Regions from separate parts of the Mus musculus genome. Here all the other regions are linked to region 4. The links are chromatin contacts, called in public capture Hi-C and promoter capture Hi-C maps. All regions are on one chromosome and are shown on one strand. Each heading gives the region's core, a stretch centred on a gene start, on an enhancer-like site or on the middle of the called end of the contact. The rest is flanking DNA. Distances are from core to core; before and after follow the strand shown.

Region 1 (2,719 bases), core at 42-2,541, 810 kb before region 4:
TAGGAGCATGGTGTGGCGCGTGGCACCGTCTTCCAGACCAGAGAGCGAGTGAGCTTGCAATAGCTTTTAAGTCTTCTAAGTTCTCATCTTCTCTCCAGCTCTCTCCGCTATGGAAGTAATTCTTTCTTTATCTTTTATCCGTTGTTTGTTTGTTTTCTAGACAGAATTTCTGTGTGTGGCCTTGGCTGTCCTGGAACTTGCTCTATAGATCAGGCTAGCCTTGAACTCAGAGACCCCCACCTACCTCTGCCTCCCCAGTTGAGTTCTGGCATTAAAGGTGTGCGCCACCACCTCCCAGCTGTAGGCCTGAATTTCTTTACCCTTATCTTTCACACCTCTTTCTGAGTTTTTATTTGACATTGTCTGATGTGAGGACCTGAGGTGCGGAGAGATGTTATAATCTTGGTGTCTTACTTTTTCTCTCTTTACAGACATGGGGTATTCTCGAGGAAGAGGAGGTGATTGATAGATCCTGGAGTCAGAGAAATCACAAACTGCCCAGTAATCGACCCTTGGCCTGGGGACTGGGCAGGCTCACACAGGGAGGGTTATAGATTGGGGGGGGGGGGGGCGAGAAAGAGGAGGGAAGGAGAGAGAGAGAGAGAGAGAGATTTCTAAAGAAGTGAAACCAACAGCTCCCAGCTCCCACCAAGTGAACCTGACCTAACTTAGAGAACCTGAGGCGTAGGAGCCCCCGGGTGCGCAGGCGCAGAGTGTGCAAGCAGGATGTTTTTGGCGAGGATGAAGTCAGAAGCTAACTAGGGAGGAGACTTTCTCCTTCCTAGGGTCAGGTTTGGGGCCAGAGCTACGGACCATGGACCTACCTGTGTCAGCAAAGCTGATGATCTCATATTCTTCTTGTCTCTGGTCATGCTCCAACAGGGTTTCCCGTCGAGGCCCGCGGAGGCGCTGCAGCGCGGTCTTGAGAGCCCCTCTGGACACTGGCCGACTGAGTATGGGGCGCTGGCTGAGGTGCAGCTTGTCCAGGATACTTTTCTTGGCCAAATCGAGAAGCAGCTCCCGCTGGCTCTCCAGGTCAAAGATGGCACCCCAACATGCTGGGCATGGACCCTCAGTTTTGGGGTTCACTACTGTGGTTGGAGTCAGGAACAGAAGAGCCAGGAGCAAGGAGGAGGCCATTGCTGGAGGATAGCCTCCTTAAAGGACCCAAAGCCTATATTCAGGGTCTCAACGGGAGTGGCTTCAACTCTGTCCTGGGCACCAGGGACCCTGGGAGGAATGTGACTGACCTCCGACTGGCATGACTCCTTTTTGTCAGAGATACAGCGGCCAAACATCTGGCGTGAAAAATGAAGCCAGTTCAGGTGGAACTTGGCAGTATTCTCCTGTAGCCAGTGAAAGTACAGAGGGGGTTGTGTGGATTGTTTGAAGAAAGAAATGTCTGCCTCTTGCTTCTGTTGGGAGATTGTTAGCCAAATGAGCTGCCAGACCAGGGGACAAAGGTTAGAGCCTTGCTGTGAAGCCTGGGGGAAAAGTGTTGTGAGCAGCGGTTACTTCAGGGGCTAAGGCTGGATAATCACCAGAAGTCAGGACTTAACAGTCTCAAAAAGAAAAAAAAAATTGTGACTTTTTGTGTGTGCATGGTGTGTGGTTGAGTCAGATTTGCACTCAGCTTGGGTTTACTTTGATCTTGCTATATAGTGGAGGTTGGTTTTGAACTTCTGCATCTGCTTCTCAAATCTGGTCTCACAGGCATGGACTACCGTGTCCAGTTAAGAGGCTGACTTCTTTGTTGTTGCTTGCTTGTTTGTTTTTGAGACTGGATCTCATGGTGTAGCCCTGACTGGCCTGGAACTGGCTATGTAGACCCTCCTAGTCTTGAACTCACAGAGATCTACCTGTGTCTGTCTTGTAAGTGCTGAGAATAAAAGTATATGTCACCACACCTGCTTAAATGGTGACTCTTAAAAAAAAAAAAAAAAAAAAAAGAGGCACTTTAAAGTTTCCTCTTCCTCGCTTCTCCTCCCCACTCCTCCTTCCCCTCCTCCTCCACTTCTCTTTTTCTTTTTCTTTCCTTTTCTTTTCTTTTCTTTTCTTTTCTTTTTTTTGAGACAGGGTTTCCCTATGTATCCCTGGAATTAACTCTATAGACCAGGCCACCTCTGCTTCCCAACTGCTCGGATTTTCCTCCTTAGGGCTTTCAGCCCAACCTTCTTTGTTAGTTCAGGTTGGATTCTGCCCACTAAGTCACAGTTACCATCTGAAAGTTAAGGAAAGGGGAGAGAAAAAGAAATGTCCAAACCAGATGTTCTTAGTGTGTCCCGTCAGAAACATAGGTGGGCGTGTGAGAACTGTTGAGAAAACAATAGGTTTGCAAGCATGTCAGTTTCTTTGGTTGCAATTTACCAAATGATTCTAGTTTCCCCAGATAGCCTGCAAGGCTGTTGGTGATCAACAGTCCTCTTTGCAGAGCCTTATTGAATACAGAGGCCAAGAGCTGACATGGATACAAAGAGTCACCGTGGGTGGTTACATGTTAATAACTCAGCTGGAGAGCTGCTGGAGACTAGGAGAGCCTCTGGGCTGAGCTAGAAGACACAGGATTGCAGGAAAGGGAGAGGACTATCTCTCAATAGATGGAGAGATGGAAATATGGGCCAATGGACGTCTGTACAAGCGGGAACTGTGCTGAGCTGACGTTGTGGGGGATATTCAGGAGTTCTCTGACTATTGGTCCCTTGATGGTGACAAGTTATCT
Region 2 (2,745 bases), core at 146-2,645, 670 kb before region 4:
GGAAGGGAACATTCTTTACAGATGAGAAACACTCACCATGCAGCCATCAAGATGGCTCAGTAGGTAAATGCTTGCTACCAAGCCTGAAAACCTGAGTTTGATCCCAAGATAGGCGGAGGAAGGAGGGAACTGACTCTGGTACGTTGTCCTTTGACCACATGTTAGAGGGCATGCCCCAGTAAGTATACACACTTAGTATAGCTTAAACGATAAACGAAAGTATACTTAGAAATAAACCTCATTACAGAAGGCAGCTGTGGGCTGGCGAGATTGGCTAGTGTGTAAGCCCAGTAGCCTGAGCCCAATCCCTGGATCCCATGGGATGGCCTCTGACGTACACACACACCTGCACTCACACACATCCAGACAGACAGACGAGAGAAGGACACAGGCAGCTGTAACCTTCCCAGGGTTAACTATACAGGGACCGACCTGACTCTTGTTAAAAAGGTTTATTTTTGTTTTATGTGTATAGGTGATTTGCCTACATGCGTTTAAATATACAGCGTGTCTGCGGGTGTAGGTCCTCTGGAACTAGAGTCGCAGAGCTCTGTAAGCTGCCACGTGGGTGCTGGGAACTGAACCCAGGTCCCCTGGAAGAGAAGCTCTGCCATCTCTCCAGCCCCATAGCTTTTGGGTTTTGCCACCATCTTTTTCAGTAACATACATTCTCTTCATCTTAGGGACAGGATTTTAGGCGAAAGGGGAGAAAAATGCACCCGTGCACTTGAGAAAGCACTGCATTCGATCAGCTGCCAGTGAGAAAGTCTTTCGTGGCTGACAGAATTCTGAGTCACATCCTCTTCTCAGCTCCCATCCCTTTCCTAGCCTGAAGTTTTGGTGTTAGCTAGGCATGGTGGCACATACTTTTAATCTCAGCACTCAGGAGCTAGGCAGAATGATCCCTTGAGTTCAAGGCCAGCCTGGTTTACAGAGCAAGTTCTGGGAGAGCCAGGCCCACACAAAGATACCTATCGGGGTGGGGGAGGCAGGAAATAAAATCCAAGAACGTGATTGAAATGAGCCCAGGGAGGGTAAGATTGGAACGGTTATTTGAACCTTAAGGGGAGAGTATGGGGGGTTCCATTATCAGATCTAAAGTCCTTCACGTGACTGCGTCTTGAACAGGAGTGCCTTTCCTGCTGTGGGTATAGCTTGGCAGTCTAGCCACATAGTTAGCATGGCAAAACCCTGTTTTCAATCCCTGGTACTTGGAGTGGGGTGCTACTGTATTGGGTAGAATATGCCTATTCCTGATAAGCCAGAACTGACCTGCTCTGTGTAAACACTCGGAGAAGAGCTGTTCTGGGGGGCGGGGGGGGGGGGGGATGGGAGGAGTCAGGGTCGAGCCCTGCCCCAGACCTCCTGGTTCCAATTTCTCCCTGTCAGCTGTGCTCTCAGCTGTCCACTGTCCTCCAGCCCTGTCACTTCAGCTCTGCCACCACGGTGAGAGGCTCCAAGGCCTACCTACTAATACTGTCTGGGTAGCTGGTGTGGGTCCAGAAGGTACCAGAAAGGGGGCTTACCTCCCTGAAGGAAGAGGGCTAGCCCTCCCCAGCAGCACCATCAAGGTCTCAGAGACCCCTTTCCACAGTGAACTGACTTAGGGAGTCTGGAAAGTAAGTCGTCTCTTCATTATCCTTTCATTTCTTCTAACCTGAGTCTGTTGGGCTTCTTCGTCTCTCTCCTCACCTGTGAGTAGTTTGGGGTTTTGAAGTGAAATTGTCCTAGTTCAGGATGAGTGAGGATTGGAGAAGGGGGTAGGGTGTGGTGGGGTCCAGGGAATGGAGGGGTAAGGGAAGGGAAGGCTCACATTACTCTGAAAACCTAAAATAGCTGAGGCCTGAGGCAGGCCAGGGAAGAACTAGGCACAAGGCCCCCAAGGCTCAGGAGAGAGGTAGGGGAGGACAGATCTCTGGACACACCTTCAGACACGCAGACGGGTTAACCGTGTTAACCATGTTAAACCTCCTGAAGCCACTAGAAGATGTGTATCATCGATCAGAACTACCTGTAGGACAGCTGTTCTCAACCTGTGGGTCGCATAGCAGACGTCCTGCATGTCAGATATTTATATTTCAATTCATAACGGTAGCAAAAGTATAGTTGTGAAGGAGCAGTGAGATAATTTTATGGGTCACCACCACACAAGGTACCACAGCGTTAGGGCCACAGCATTAGGAAGGTTGAGAACTGCTGTAGAAGAACCTAGAAGACAAGCCTTGAGTAGCATGTTGGATTTGTAGACTCTGGGCTTGCTCCTTGATGTGGAAAGTATCCGTGTAAGCAACTGACTGGGGAGTCTTTCCTCTGTTGGACATTTCTCGGGGGACCTCCATAGAATCTCTTCATAAGCTCTGCCAAAGCTGTCTAACCAAGTTTCTCCCAAAGGCTCCCCTTCGAGGGCCACCCTACTGTGTGCAGCAGGACTGCTGGAATAGAAGAACAGCAGACAGAGATTAGAACTCATAGCGGGGCCCAATCTCTTGTAAGATGACAGAAAAGGAAGTGGTGGAGTCCCCTCAGCCCCCCTTTCCAGGAGAGACTCCGCAAAGTGGGGTGAGTCTGGACCTATGTCCGCTTTTGGGGGGAGCGGGGTCCAAAGGGCTGGGAAGCCATCACACAGCCTCTGAAGAAAACTACTCGGATTGAAACCGCTTGTGTGCGTCTCATTTATTATTGGGATAGCCAACACCTGCAACACCCAGCCCCCTAATACCAGGGACGTTGCTTTCCCATGATTGG
Region 3 (2,700 bases), core at 127-2,626, 910 kb before region 4:
GGACAGCACTGTGTCTGGCTTGAGGACTTCCTTTTGTCCTGAGTGTACCTTTTTATTTCTCTAGTAGCACGTAGTAGGTTTTCTATTTGTCTCTCACCTCCCATCCCAGCCCCAACCCCCTTCCTCCTTCTCCTCTTCTGTTCTTGTTTTGAGACAGCTGGAGCTACATAGAGATTCTGGGACTCACTAGACCAGGCATGTGCCACCACACCCAGCCTTTCCTTCTGTTTTAAAAATGGGTCAGTGAGATGGCTCAGCAGGTGAAGGGGCTTGCCACACGACTGAGTTTGATCTGCAGGACCCCCATGGTGGGGAGAGAAAGCAGATGCATAACAGCTGTCCTCTGATCTCCACGTTCCTGTGTGCGCGCACACACACCACACACACAAAGAAACAAATTAAATTAAATAATTGGGGTTTCTATTGTCATGCATTGATGTGGCAAAGTAAGAGGATTAACCATACTGTATCTCTCCTCCAGAAAGATTGGTTGCTGACTGGACACAAAGCTACTATATGTAAGGTCCTGAGTTCAATCCCCAGCACTGAAAAGTGAGTTCCAAGCCACCCTGAACTACAGTTTGAGACCTGTGTCAAATTCCTTCCTCCTAATTTCTGGGGAACTATTAATGAAATTGATGACCGTCATGGAGAGTTCAGTCAGACTGTGAGCCAGCGCTTTTTCATTTAAGATGTCCAGACTTTTGAAGAAAAAAAGAAGAAGAAATAGCACCCTCAGACGAACTTGGGTTTCAGATTATTATATGCATATCAGAAATATAAGAAGCATGCTTATACTAACAATTGTTAGTTGTTGACCTGAAATTAACTTCAATAAAAAATTGTTATTATTTATTTATTTTATGTGTATGGGTGTTTTGTCTGCATGTATGTCAGTGTACCACGTGTGTGTCTGGTGCCCTCAGAGGCCAGAAGAGGGCACCTGGTACTGGAATTATAAATGGCTGTGAGCCACTATCTGGATGCTGGGGATAGAACCCAGGTCCTCTACAAGAGGACTGTGCTCTTAACCCCTGGGACATCTTTCCAGCTCCTGAAATTAAAATTTAACTAGGGTCCCTCTATTTTGTCCAGAAGCCCTAACCTGAAAAGACGGCCTCATTTTTCTATTCTTTAAATGTTTACTAAATCTTGCTATTGTTTACAACGTGGCGAGCTGTGTGGTTTCATGTAACCAATCTCTAGGTTTTCTAAAGCAGGAATTATGAAACTCCTTTCATAGACTATTAAGAACGAAAGGAGATAACTGTATGCAATAGCTCCCTAACGTTGTTATTGTCGCTTCCAGCCCAAGCCCCAGAAGACCGGGACTACATATCCCACAATGCTAGGCGGCGTCTCCTCGCCATTACCTCATTCCCTGTCGCTCTCACCAATCCCAGCCTGTCCAGGGGTGTGGTAGCCGGCTGTCCTCGCGACTTTTGCTGTCCCCCGCCTCCTGCCGGCCTGCTCCTGTCGCGAGACTTCCTGCTCCTCCGCCGCTCCCCTTATCGTCGCCTTTGCTGGGGACCCGGACCCAGCCTCTCCCCCACTCGGTCACCAGCCCCGGCTCCTCCGAGGCCTCGGTCCCCCAGCCCCGCCTCGCCGCCGCCATGGCGGACCCTAAATACGCCGATCTCCCCGGCATTGTGAGTACAGGGCCGGGCCCGGCTCCCCAGACCGCGCCCCCGACCTCCCGAGGACCCCCAACAGAAGCCAGCCCGCGACCCCTCCCGCTGGCAGCCCCCTAGCCCCAAGGGTCCCCGCCGCTCGCCCTTCGACGGCCGCAGCACCTTCTGGACTCCAGACCCGACTGGGCCGGGCCGTTGGACCGCGTCGGGCCCTTTTTCTGGCAGTAGCCGGTTTCTCCGCCCAGAAATCGCCTCCGGGCGCTTACCACTTGAGCCCGAATGTCTGTACCGTCCATGTCAACAGTGCCCTTGTCGCCCCAAATTTCCCGATTGCCCGCCCCCGCACCCTGACTCCAGCCGAACTCACCAGGCCACTTGGTGGCCTTCATCTTGCCAGGGAAGAGGTTACTGTTGCAGAAACCTTGTGCCAGTGGGGAGCTCTGTGCATTGCGAGCACCTGTGTGCTTGCTCCTCATGCACAAGCCGGCATGTACCCTCCGTTGATGCTGTCCTCTCTGCATTCTCAGGGTTGGGGGCGGGGGGTTGGCACACCGGACCTTGAGAACTAAGGTCCTGAGTCACTCTCAACCCTTGTACAGTGATGTGCAGGGCCTAACTCAAGAAACCCTCACCAGATTAGGACAAGATAATTACCAAGGACTGGCCTCTCAGCCATGTTCAGGGTAGCATCTTTCTTTCACTATGGACGTTTTATCCCAGATCCCAGTTTGTACCTGTGGTCATCCCACTGGATGAAACGGACATAGAGTTGACAGGGGAGGTGGAGGGCGGAATCCTTGAATGACAGTCAGGTTTTGCAATGCCTTGTTCAAAGGAAATGGGATAAGGGATGAATGCTGGGTAATGAGTCTGGGTGGTCACCGCTTCTCCCTGCAGGCCAGGAATGAGCCAGACGTTTATGAAACCAGCGACCTACCTGAGGATGATCAAGCAGAGTTTGATGCGGTAAGACTGTGTGCTACCTCAGGATCCCTCTGGACTCTGACCTTTCTCCCCAGATGCAGGTCCTTTTCCTTCTCTGGCAAGCCACAACAATAAGTGGGTATGC
Region 4 (2,700 bases), core at 34-2,533:
GGCTTGCACCATCACCTGGCTGTAGAGCTTTCTTTCTTAAGCACATAAACAGAATGAAAACCACATAAACTACCCACCAGAGTACTGCCCTGATGAGATACTAGTATTCGAGTCTCTGAAATGGTCTTTTCAGGTCCACGAGGATATGAATCTCTCCCCACCTCCAACATTCCATCAAACAAGCATAGATCTCTGCACCACGTGTTTTCTTAAAGAACAGCTGTAATGCTCAAAAGAGACCAAAAAGTCTTCCTGCTATGGCTCAAAGCTCCTCCTCCAGCATTGCATACCACAAAATGCCAAGAAACTGCCAAGGATACTCTCTGGCAAATGTGGGCAAGCCTGTCTATCTCTCTCCAGGCTGTTCATTCACTCAAACATACCTTAACTCCTCAGGCAGCCAGGGGTTAATCATAAAGACTCCAGGGATCCTTGCTAAGCCTGGCTATCTGCAGGGTTCCAAGTATCCTCTCAAAAGGCATGACCCAAAGAATCACAGAGCTTTCTGCCTTAATCCCAAAGCATGTTATCTCCCCAAATTCCTCTGCCAGGATGGGTGGGGTGGGGTAGGGTCTCTCGTCTAGAAGCACACACTTAATTCTTGATGAGCCTTGAGACCTCTCAAACTACCTGTAATTTTTCTGCTATCTGGTGGGTTGAGTAAAAAGCGAAGTGAGGTGGGGGTAAGGGTGGATGCAATTAACCAAAATGATAAAATAATCTTGCCGGGTGTGAGCCTAGGGACAAGGTCTGAGTTGTCAGACTATCCCCGGGACCATGGGCGCAGCAGCAGACAGGCAGACTAACTTCGTTTCAGAAGATACAAACTTGCAAAGTTGGTTGTTTTTATTCCGCTGCCTCCTCCAGCCTCACAAACTTCTGCTCTAAATTCCTTTAACTCCAGAACCAGGTGCAAAAAGGCAGGAAAGACGCGGTGGAAGGAGAGGCGCTGAAGGGGGACAGAGGAATCTCGTTCCCCTCTTAAAGGAGAATTCTAAAACCAAGGGCGCTCCTGGATCCCTAGGAAAGGAAGTAGCTGATTCCCCAAAAGCACTTTTTTCCTACCTTCTTGTTGTTCTTGTTATAGCCAAAAGTCGAAATCCCAGGCCTGGAAGTCACTGATAGCAGCATTTTTTCTTTACTGTTACGGAGCTGAGAGAGAGAAAGAAGAGAGTGAAGGAAAGGGAGGGAGAAAGAGGGAGGGAGGAGGGGAGGGGGAAAGGAGAGGGAGAGAGGAAGGGAGGGAAAGAGGGAGGGAAGGGAGAAGGGAGGGGGAGGAGAAAGAGGAGAAAAGGAGCACGCAAGAGAGAGAGAGGGAGTGGGGGGGGGGCCTGCGGGGAAGAATGAGCTAGGTCTGCTCCTTACGTCACTGAGAGAAGTTAACCCAAAGTCAGAACGAGCCACTTCCACTGGGTCCTAATGCCCGGGATGTTCTGTTTTGGTTTTGGTTTTCATAGGCTTAGTTCAAGCTAGAAAGAAGAATTCTTAGGTCTAATCCTTTTCAAATGTAACCCTGTTTCTCCATGAACAAGTTCTGATTATTATGAAAAGACAATTAACCTATTATTAATAAAAGACAATGGTTTTTGTTGTTGTTTTGTTTTGATTTGAAGCTTTCTTTCCCTGAGATCTCAGCTACAAGATTTCAAACTTGGCCTGAAAAATGTCTTAGTAAGTTGCCAGGCCTATGCTCAGTTCCCAGATCTACATGGTAGAAGGAGAGAACCAGCTACCAAAAATTTTTCTCCCCCGACCCCAGCACCCAATGTGGCATGCCCACATATGCACATACAAAAAGAAATAAATGAAATAGTATATATATATATATATATATATATTTAAAGACATCAAGCTTAGTGTAAAAGGACCATCTTGACTGCCTCCCAGAGCATGGAAAGAAGACTATATGGCAATACCGTGTGTGAGAGCTCAGAGCTCAGACTAGTTTATATTAGGGTGATTTTTTTTTTTTTTTTTTTTGGTTTTTGAGACAGGGTTTCTCTGTGTAGCCCTGGCAGTCCTGGAACTCACTTTGTAGACCAGGCTGGCCTCGAACTCAGAAATCCACCTGCCTCTGCCTCCCGAGTACTGGGATTAAAGGTGTGCACCACCACGCCCAGGCCCAGCTTATATTAGGGTGATCTTGATGCAGTAAGAAAGATTTTGGAGTCTGGAGAGCTGGCTCAGGGGTTAAGAGCATGGCTGCTACTCCAGGAGAGCACAGCTGATTCCCAGCATCCACATGAGGTGACTCACAGTCACCTCTATGGCCACTAGCTTCCATGGATACCAGCATGCTCACACATGTGTGCTCTCTCTCCCTCTCCCACTCCCCCCCCCCATCATATACACATGCATACGTATATACACATACATAAGTACACAAAACACACACAGAGACACACATACACACACAATGTTTTATTTTTTATTTTTTGAGACAGGGTTTCTCTGTGTAGCCCTGAATGTTCTGGAACTCACTCTGTAGACCAGGCTGGCCTGGATATCTGCCTACCCCTGCCTCCCAAATGCTGGGATCAAAGGTGTGCACCCCCACTGCCAAGCTAATTTTTTTAACATTAAAAAAAAAGTATCTTGGAGCTGGCGAGATGGCTCAGTGGTTAAGAGTGCCAACTGCTTTTCCGAAGGTCCCGAGTTCAAATCCCAGCAACCACATGGTGGCTCACAACCATCCGTAAT
Region 5 (2,700 bases), core at 16-2,515, 650 kb before region 4:
GTCATGGGTACAGATCGAGCCCTCTGGCTAAGTACGCAGCCTGGTCCGGCCAGCAGTCAGTGCTCTCTACCCCCACTTTCATCTTGAATAGCAAGTTCTAGAGTCAAAGGTTCAGATCATTATCCAAAGGGCAGTTTTGGTCAACTCTAACACAACGCATCCCTAATCACCCTGAGTGACTCTGCAAAGTCACAGAGCAAAGCTTGTGCCCCAGAAGCCCATGTCCCTCCAATTCAGGTGAGAGACACTGCGATTCCAGAGTCTCCCCACACACAGGAACAAAATGACCATCCTAAGGTCCTGGCTGCTCTTGTGGGGGACAGCGGTTCATCTTCCAGCACCCACAAAACAGCTAACAACCATCTGTAACTCCAGTTCCAAGAGATCTGATGCCCTCCTCTGACCTCTGTGGGTACCCAGGCATGCACGCAGTGCACACACAGTGCAGTTAAAATATTCATAAACATAAGAGGTGGACTTCCTGCAGGGCCTCCGGACATGAATACCTCCATGAGAGAAGATACCAAGCTAACAGGGCTTAACACCAGAGGCTTTTAAAGGGTGGTTTCCAGAGCAACCTTTAAAAAGTAGGAGGATAGACTTTTAAGCAGTTCTTGGAAAGAGTTGTGTACTGGCGGGAGTTGGGGTAGGCTGAAGGTGTTTGCCCAAAATCTTAATTTTATCTCACACTCACAGACACACACACACAGCACCTCGCTACCTCCTTCCTGCCCACACAGCAGCAGGACCCTTGCGTGATGAAAGTACTGAGGCTCGGTTGCATCATCTCCATAGCTCAGAGCTGGCGGGAAAAATTCAACTAGCGCATCGAAGCCGGGAACCCCACTTGTTTGCTAGGATATTGTTAACACAGCGTCTGCGGACCTTTACCTTAAGAGTCGTGTCAACTGGGTGACTACAAGACCCTACCTAGGTCGTCTGATCGCCAGAACTAGGGGCCCAGCCACCGCACATGTGCTGTCTCAGGGATTTCCTGGTTAAGCATCTGTTCCCCGAGGCCCCAGAACACGTGCAGCAAGGAGCCAGGAGAACCCCACTTTGGGTGGGCCTTTCCACTGATCATCCAGTAAACAGAACCCTGTTCTTACCCGAGTGGTCCGAAGCAAAGAGAAGGATACCATCGCTACAGGAGGCACAGGAGGACTAGCCACTAACTCTGTATCGGTGTAGTACCGGGGTCGAAAACCAGCTGCTCTTAGAACGCGTGCGCGAGAAAATTGCCCCCGTGAAGTTCGAGTGAAAGAGGCGTTCCCTGCGCATGCGCAGTACTGGGTTTTTTTAAAAAATTGCCTTCTGGGAATTGTAGTTTTTTACTTTGCTCTTTCCCATCTATACAAGTCCCGGTATGGAGAGCTTTGCCTGAAAAGTTCTTAGACTTAAAGCTCCTCCATGTCCTTTCTTGAAGCTCTTCAGAGTTTCTGTTTTGTTTTTCCTTCCGGTTTTCCAGGCAAGCGCTTTTTGGTTTGTTTGTTTGTTTGTTTATTTTCGTGTGGTTTATGCCTACCAAGCATATCTAGCATATGGTTCTCAGGGAGATTTAAAACATATTTAGAAGATAAATACACACAGTGAAAGCAGATATAGTTTGAAAGGGTAAAAGACTCAAATCCTTGCTTTAGGATTACAACACAAAGTCCTCCGTTTCTTCCAATGTTAAACCATGACATTGTCATTCCAGTACTAGGGAAGTGGAGACAGAGAGATTGAAAGGTCAAGGCTAGTAGCCTCAGCTACATGTGAAGTTAGAGGACAGTGGACCTCAGATGAGCCTGTCACACTTTGCCCACTCCAACACAAAGAGCTTGTAGAAGGGATTAAATGAAACTTCGCATTCGGACGCTGGCTCCGGTGGGTTGTCCTCTTCCCCTGACTCACAGCCTGCCTCCTCTGTGTCTATCCAGCTGTCAGGTGAGAGCAGAGTAGCCATCCCTCCTCTTCTCACACGGTTTGCATTCGTTTCTTATTTACATCTCCCTTACTCCCCAGCAGTCGCCCACTTCTTTTTTTGTTTTTGTTTTTTTTGGGGGGGGGGTTGTTTTGTTTTGTGTTTTGTTTTTTTGTTTTTGTTTTTGTTTTTTGTTTTTGTTTTTTGAGACAGGGTTTCTCTGTGTAGCCCTGGCTATCCTGGAACTCACTCTGTAGACTAGGCTGGCCTCGGACTCAGAAATCTGCTGGCCTCTGCCTCCTGAGTGCTGGGATTAAAGGCGTGCGCCACCACCGCTTGAGGACATCTTCTTAAGGCCTCTGCTCAGAGACACACAACCAAACCTCTTGGGGATTCCAGGAAGCAGTGGTTTTGAGAACCATTGGCCTCTGATAGCCATTTTATACCTTTACTCATTCAGTAGACATTTAGCCATGCCTTAGCCCTGGAGACACAAGGGGCTCACTAATAGTGACCCAGACAACACGAAACACTTCACTTTGTTCTCTTATACCCAGATAAGAGGGAGGGAGGGAGGGAGGGAGGGAGGGAGGGAGGGAGGGAGGGGGGGAAGGGGGGAAGGGAGGGGGGAGGGATGGATGGAGGGAAGGAGGGAGACAGAGACAGAGACATAGCCCTGTGAGTCAGGTTTTGGTGGTGGTTTTTGGGTTCAGTTTTTTTGGGGGGAGGTGGGGTGGAGTTGTTTTTTGGTTTTTGGAGACAGGGTTCCACTGTATATCACTAGCTGTCTTGGA
Region 6 (2,700 bases), core at 101-2,600, 850 kb before region 4:
TGAAGACAGATACAGTGTACTTACATATAATAAATAAATAAATCTTTTTTAAAAAAAAGAATTATTTACTTATTTATTATGAGTACACTGTAGCTGTCTTCAGACACACCAGAAGAGGGTGTCGGATCCCATCACAGATGGTCGTGAGCCTCCATGTGGTTACTGGGGATTGAACTCAGGGTCTTTGGAAGAGCAGTCAGTGCCCTTAACCACCAAGCCATCTCTCCAGCCCTAGAACTCACTATGTAGATAATGCTGGCCTCAAACTCATAGAGATGCACCTGCCCCTGCCTCCTGAGTGCTGGGTTGAAGGCGTGAGCCACTACATCGACTTCTGTACCGTGTGTGCACGGTCTCCAATTCAGCTGCAGTTAGTAAATTTCCTGTGTTAAGGTCAGTTAAGGTCTGGCCCCCTAAGCTGCTAAGGAGCTCATCCCTTTGTCATTTCTAGTTCTTGACGGCTCCTTCCACACAGGAGACAGTCCTCAACCAGTTCTTGTTAAGCATAGAAATAAAAAAGGCTGGAGAGATGGCTTGGCAGTTAAGAGCTCTGGCTGCTCTTCCAGAGAACCCTGGTTCAATTCCCAGTACCCACATGAGGGTTCACAACCGCCTGTAACTGTTGATCCCAGGGATCCAACACCGTCTTCTGGCCTCCTTGGGCAGCAGACATTTGGATGGTGCTGAGACATACACACAGACCAAACACTCACACATACAACAAGAATTGCAAATGGACGGAGCCCCATAATAAACCCGGGGACCCCTCCAGAAGGTTGATGCATAGATCATGCGCCCTAATGTGTCCTAGACGGGGCTGAAGGAGATATGCACTCTTCTTTTTTCCTTTCCTGCTCGCTTGTTTTTTTAGTTTTTCTGGTTGTCTGTCTGCACAGGAAACACAAAGCTTCGAGTCTGAGGCAGTTTGGGTGGTCACAGGAACACTGAGGCCTGTGTGAGCTTAAAAACGGGTCATGGCATAACCTTCCCTTCATCATTGTCACCTGTACTTTTGTCTGTGTTCTGCTCTTAGCCTGGCTCCTCCTCCTCCTCCTCCTCTTCCTCCTTATGTGCAGCTCAGGGCTCCCTTCAACATCCAGGATCAGGTCTTTCTGACCCTGGAACATCAGGTAACCTCGACAAGGTATCTAAAGATCACCAAGCTAGGTTGTCTTCTCAGATTCCCTGCCTTGCTTGCTGGGTAGGCTGCTGACCACATCCTCTCTCACCTTATTTATACACTTCCTCAACAGACACATCACACAGAAGTTGGACCCCCCCCAAACCTGTGCTGATCTCTCTCCCCTCTTCCTCTCGCCCTAAGGGTCCTGCACACACACACACACACACACACACACACACACACACACACACACACACACAAAAACACACACGCTCACACACACTCTTCAAACCATGCCCTTCTGTACGGAGGCACCAGCTCCTATTTCCTTCTGGAACTTCAGCACCCCCTTTTCCTATAGGTGACAGTGCCAGCCACCATGTTCTCAGGCCGGTGGTGGCCAAGTATCTGGGGAAATCTAGGGCTGAGTCTACAAAGCCCTTCTCAGGGACCCCAGCTCTGCGCCCTCTATCCGTTCACTTACACTGGGGCAGATGGCCGGCAGGTGTCTCTGGCTGAAGGTGACAGGTTCCTACTGCTTCGAAAGACCAACTCAGACTGGTGGCTGGCGAGGCGTCTGGGCGCACCCCCCAGCTCTCGGCCCATCTTTGTTCCAGCTGCATACATGACAGAGGAATCAATCTGCTGCCACAACCCAGCAGACACTACCTACAACAGCTCCCTCTGGACTCCTGGTAAGTAAGCTTTGAGCCTCCCCCCTCTTCACCTTTCCGACTCTCTGACTCTTCCCGCTTGAGCGCTGAGAGCACTACTCTGTCTTACCTTCTGCGGACTCCTTTGATAAGCCTAGTTCTCACCCAAGCCACTGTGGCGTCCCCTTTACACTCTTAGCTCTAGGGCCCGTGTCACTTCCCGGCAGCCTTGCCCTGCATTCCTAGACAATTCCCAAGGTCATATCTGTCCTCACCTGCCACTCCTTCACATCTCTCTTTCCAGGGACAAAGCTGTATCATGGCTCCCTGGAGGAGCTCTATCTGCCTCAGGAACCCCAGGTTGCTTCTGGGCAGCCTCTTCACCATCCCCACAAGATGTGCAAAAGTGTCAGCACGGGCAATGTGAAGGCCTGCTCCCTGAAATCCTTCAAGGAAGGGCCAGGAGAAAGGTCTCACTGGTGGATGACAGAAGTTGCTGTGGTGAGTTACAGAGCTTCCTGGAGCATAACTCAGAGCTTGGTCGGCCGCCTGCACTACAGCAGGGTGGGGCGGGATCTATGTGAAGTGGTGAACTGGACACAGCCTCCCTCCCTTAAGTACTGAAGGTAGGAGAGGGGGACACAGACAACACCCCTCCCTTAAAGATCAGAGAGGAGGGGAGAGGGGGACAGATGGACACAATGAGGAGAAGAGGCTGAGGTGCTCTGAGAAGATCTCGCAGGAGCAGGAAGAGTGGCCATAAGCAACGTAGGGGATGAGAAAGGACAGTCGAGTTACAGAGGCCCTGGAGGAACAGGGTATCCAGTACAGCCAAAGGAATGTCAGCAGACTGCTTTTCTCCAGTTCTAACTCCTAGCCCAGGGCAAGGTTTGTCCTAAAGTCCTGTCTTCAAGTCAGGACACT
Region 7 (2,788 bases), core at 16-2,515, 960 kb before region 4:
AAGGCAGAAGGGAGCTAACTGACCGCCAGCGATGTTCCAATCAGAACATAACAATGTGGCCTCTTCCTCGCCCCCTCACACCTCCACAACACATCATGTCTACAACCCAAAGAAGTGGTAATCAAAATAGTCCCTGTCAAGCTCAAGATAACTGCATGCTTCCTACTCCCGACCTAAGTAAGGAGAAAACCAGCCATGCCTCACTAGCCTTGGTTCCTCCACGATATCCTCAGGACAGGAGGTGCACTGGGCCCATCGGTCTCAGTTGCACTGTTCCGAGCCCCTTCTGGCACCTAAAGTCCACCAATAACGTCCTTGCCACCACGGCTCCTCAACCTTTCCCTGGTTACAGGTGACTCCATTTATAGCAAACACCATCACTCCAGCCAACAATGGGGACACAGCTAAGCCCAAAGACATATATTAGCATTTCGACCTCAGAGAGGGCATCCCTAGGGTAGAGTGGGGTAACTTCTCTGAAACGCTGAATCTCTGGAAAGGGCATGCAGGGTTAGAAGGTCCAAAAAGCCTAGAGGCATTCCCAGAAAAAGCCAAGGTTCGAAAGTCAAGGGCTGGGGCTCAAAAGCAAGGTGGAGAGGAAATCAAACTACTTCTCTGGCCAGGCAGTAGTACCCAGACACGCTTCACGCACTGTCGCACCCAGACCTCACCAATAACCCTTCAGAGCCACTCCCCTTAATGTCCCTCTGGCTGCAGCCGGATCCTGGCCAGTCCCTGTAGCCTGGGGCTGGACCTGACAGGAAGGAGTCAAGGAACAGAGCTGGATATCAGGTGAAGATGGAACTCTAGGGGAGGAGTAAAGGGGAAGGGGACAGACAAGAGTCTCCACCAGAAGCCACCCCGGGGGACACCGGGGAATGGTGCGCTGGGAACCAGGCCGGGCGGGGGAGAGGCGGCAGCGCGAGGACCCGGATGATCCTCGGGCCAAGGGGCAGGAGCCGGGGTCCCGCCGGTTCTTACCGAGTGAGCGACGCCCCACAGGAACACGCCCACCAGCGGGTCCGCGGCCCGGAACACCTTCACTTTCTGCTGTACGAAATGCTTCTTCTTGGTTTTGGAGGCGAAGCCGAATCCCGGGCCGGGGCCTCCAGCTGCCGCGGGTGCGGTGGCGGGAGGGACGGAGGAGGACGCCATAGTCTCCCGCGCACCCGAGCGAGTGGAAGCGGGAGCTAGCCGCGACTCCGAAGCCCGACCCGGAAGCGGTGCTCACCTGCGCAGCCGTCATGTGACCGGAGGCCCGCCCTCAGGCGCGCGAGCGGGGCGGGGCGGGGCCGGCGGGGATGGCTCCACCCCCTCGGCTGCCGGGCGGTCACCTGGCTCGGGTTGCACTCACAAGGATGCGGGGTTGGCGCTGTGCAGGGCGGCGCTTCTGTCGCTTCCGGTTCTGTCCAGTTTCTAGTGGATGAGCTCTGTCCGTAGGCGAACGTTCTGTTTGAGACCGGTCTCCTTGCTTAGTCCAGGCTGGCTTCAAACTTGCTATCCCCTGCCTCATTCTCGGTATAAAGTTTGGGTATTACGGAAGTGAGGATTGGTCCTCCATGAAGTTGGGGTTGCAGACTCCATGAAGTTGGGGTTGCAGACATGACAAATTTAAATATATACATTTAATTGTTCTATGTATATAGGTGTTTGGCTGGCACGATGTAAGTTCAGTGCCCCGGAGGCCAGAGGAGGGCGTCGGATCCTCCGAACTGAAGTTGTGGGAGCTGGGTGTCAAGTATGGTCCTCTGGAAGAGCTAATGCTCTTTTTTTTTTTTTTTTAAAGATTTATTTATTTATTTACTATATGTAAGTACACTGTAGCTGTCTTCAGACACTCCAGAAGAGGGCATCAGATTTCGTTACAGATGGTTGTGAGCCACCATGCGGTTGCTGGGATTTGAACTCAGGACCTTTGGAAGAGCAGTCGGCGCTCTTAACCACTGAGCCCTCCCTCCCTCCCTTCCTCCTCCTCCTCCTCCTCCTCCTCCTCCTCCTCCTCCTCCTCCTCCTCCTCCTTCTTCTTCTTCTTCTTCTTCTCTCTCTCTCTCTCTCTCTCTCTCTCTCTCTCTTTGTTTTTTGGGTGTTTGTTTGTTTGTTTGTTTGTTTTGTTTTGAGACAGGGTTTCTCTGTATAGCCCTGGCTGTCCTGGAACTCACTTTGTAGACCAGGCTGGCCTCGAACTCAGAAATCTGCCTGCCTTTGCCTGTCAAGTGCTGGGATTAAAGGCATGTGCCACCACTGCCCGGCTAAGTCATGTCTTCATCTTCTGGAAATATGAAATTTTAGGTCATGGCCCCAAGTTGATTTTTTTTTTTAATTCGTTCATTAATTCATCTAGTCAACAGGTATTTACTGAGAACATAATTGGAAGCCACTACCATTTTGGGGCTGATTCTCCTCTGGTTGAAGCAAAGGAAAAATTCTACCCTAGAGGAATTAAAAGTCTAAAGACGCAGACTAGCCAAGGAGAAGGCTGCAGTATTAAGAGATAAGGACATGCCGGGCAGTGGTGGTGCATGCCTTTAGTCCAGCACTCTAGGAGGCAGAGGGAAGCAGATCTCTAAGTTCCAGACCAATCTGGTCTACAGAGCAAGTTCCAGGACAGCCGGGGTTACACAAAGAAACCTTGTCTGGGAAAACCAAAATAAATAAATGAAAAGGTAAATTCAGAGCAAGATGTTGAAAGGCTTCCTAGGGAAAGAGCAGTATACAAAGATGAAGACCAAAAGGAAGACAGAAGACATAAAGACATAAGGCTAGAGACGGGACATGGGCACAGGAGACC

What was found. Promoter capture Hi-C pulls out the DNA fragments that hold promoters and counts their contacts. Capture Hi-C pulls out chosen DNA fragments and counts their contacts.
Region 1: a promoter capture Hi-C map of liver shows a contact between it and region 4, with 5 times the contacts expected there. The contact joins the promoter of Inhbc here to the promoter of Rbms2 in region 4. A contact is called at or near these places in 6 of 39 promoter capture datasets (frontonasal cranial neural crest, hippocampal neurons, liver and 2 more) and 1 of 9 other capture datasets (pancreatic islet).
Region 2: a capture Hi-C map of macrophages shows a contact between it and region 4, with 2.7 times the contacts expected there. The contact joins the promoter of Stac3 here to the promoter of Rbms2 in region 4. A contact is called at or near these places in 7 of 39 promoter capture datasets (the C10 cell line, cranial neural crest, hippocampal neurons and 2 more), 2 of 484 Hi-C or Micro-C datasets (the N1E-115 cell line and embryonic stem cells), 1 of 115 datasets of contacts at active chromatin or transcription factors (astrocytes) and 2 of 9 other capture datasets (adipose tissue and macrophages).
Region 3: a contact with region 4 is called in a promoter capture Hi-C map of liver, with 5 times the contacts expected there. The contact joins the promoter of Dctn2 here to the promoter of Rbms2 in region 4. A contact is called at or near these places in 4 of 39 promoter capture datasets (frontonasal cranial neural crest, hippocampal neurons, liver and 1 more) and 1 of 115 datasets of contacts at active chromatin or transcription factors (bone marrow-derived macrophages).
Region 5: a promoter capture Hi-C map of hippocampal neurons shows a contact between it and region 4, with 2.9 times the contacts expected there. The contact joins the promoter of Shmt2 here to the promoter of Rbms2 in region 4. A contact is called at or near these places in 12 of 39 promoter capture datasets (the 3T3-L1 cell line, the C10 cell line, the HPC-7 cell line and 7 more), 2 of 484 Hi-C or Micro-C datasets (both in embryonic stem cells), 2 of 115 datasets of contacts at active chromatin or transcription factors (astrocytes and large pre-B cells) and 1 of 9 other capture datasets (adipose tissue).
Region 6: a promoter capture Hi-C map of pre-B cells shows a contact between it and region 4, with 4 times the contacts expected there. The contact joins the promoter of Arhgap9 here to the promoter of Rbms2 in region 4. A contact is called at or near these places in 9 of 39 promoter capture datasets (the C10 cell line, cranial neural crest, frontonasal cranial neural crest and 5 more), 1 of 484 Hi-C or Micro-C datasets (the N1E-115 cell line), 4 of 115 datasets of contacts at active chromatin or transcription factors (acute myeloid leukemia, astrocytes, embryonic stem cells and 1 more) and 1 of 9 other capture datasets (macrophages).
Region 7: a contact with region 4 is called in a promoter capture Hi-C map of liver, with 4 times the contacts expected there. The contact joins the promoter of Pip4k2c here to the promoter of Rbms2 in region 4. A contact is called at or near these places in 3 of 39 promoter capture datasets (the C10 cell line, liver and pre-B cells) and 1 of 115 datasets of contacts at active chromatin or transcription factors (embryonic stem cells).

What each region holds. Positions count from the first base shown.
Region 1 is chr10:127,369,257-127,371,975 of GRCm38.p6, forward strand. It overlaps Inhbc (inhibin beta-C), which reads right to left and starts at 1,292. Exons shown (of 2, transcript NM_010565.4): 1 at 825-1,292. The coding sequence starts at 1,140.
Region 2 is chr10:127,500,291-127,503,035 of GRCm38.p6, forward strand. Stac3 (SH3 and cysteine rich domain 3) reads left to right here and starts at 1,396. Exons shown (of 12, transcript NM_001359751.1): 1 at 1,396-1,446; 2 at 2,392-2,559. The coding sequence starts at 2,494.
Region 3 is chr10:127,264,886-127,267,585 of GRCm38.p6, forward strand. It overlaps Dctn2 (dynactin 2), which reads left to right and starts at 1,377. Exons shown (of 14, transcript NM_027151.2): 1 at 1,377-1,649; 2 at 2,529-2,597. The coding sequence starts at 1,614. Gm40800 (a long non-coding RNA gene) reads left to right here. Exons shown (of 2, transcript XR_872171.2): 2 at 482-859. It also overlaps a transcript of Kif5a not described here.
Region 4 is chr10:128,175,285-128,177,984 of GRCm38.p6, forward strand. Rbms2 (RNA binding motif, single stranded interacting protein 2) reads right to left here and starts at 1,284. Exons shown (of 13, transcript NM_019711.2): 1 at 1,066-1,284. The coding sequence starts at 1,131.
Region 5 is chr10:127,521,179-127,523,878 of GRCm38.p6, forward strand. Shmt2 (serine hydroxymethyltransferase 2 (mitochondrial)) reads right to left here and starts at 1,266. Exons shown (of 12, transcript NM_028230.4): 1 at 1,110-1,266. The coding sequence starts at 1,142.
Region 6 is chr10:127,320,614-127,323,313 of GRCm38.p6, forward strand. It overlaps Arhgap9 (Rho GTPase activating protein 9), which reads left to right and starts at 1,351. Exons shown (of 16, transcript NM_001285785.2): 1 at 1,351-1,818; 2 at 2,081-2,277. The coding sequence starts at 1,503.
Region 7 is chr10:127,210,357-127,213,144 of GRCm38.p6, forward strand. It overlaps Pip4k2c (phosphatidylinositol-5-phosphate 4-kinase, type II, gamma), which reads right to left and starts at 1,266. Exons shown (of 10, transcript NM_054097.3): 1 at 982-1,266. The coding sequence starts at 1,155.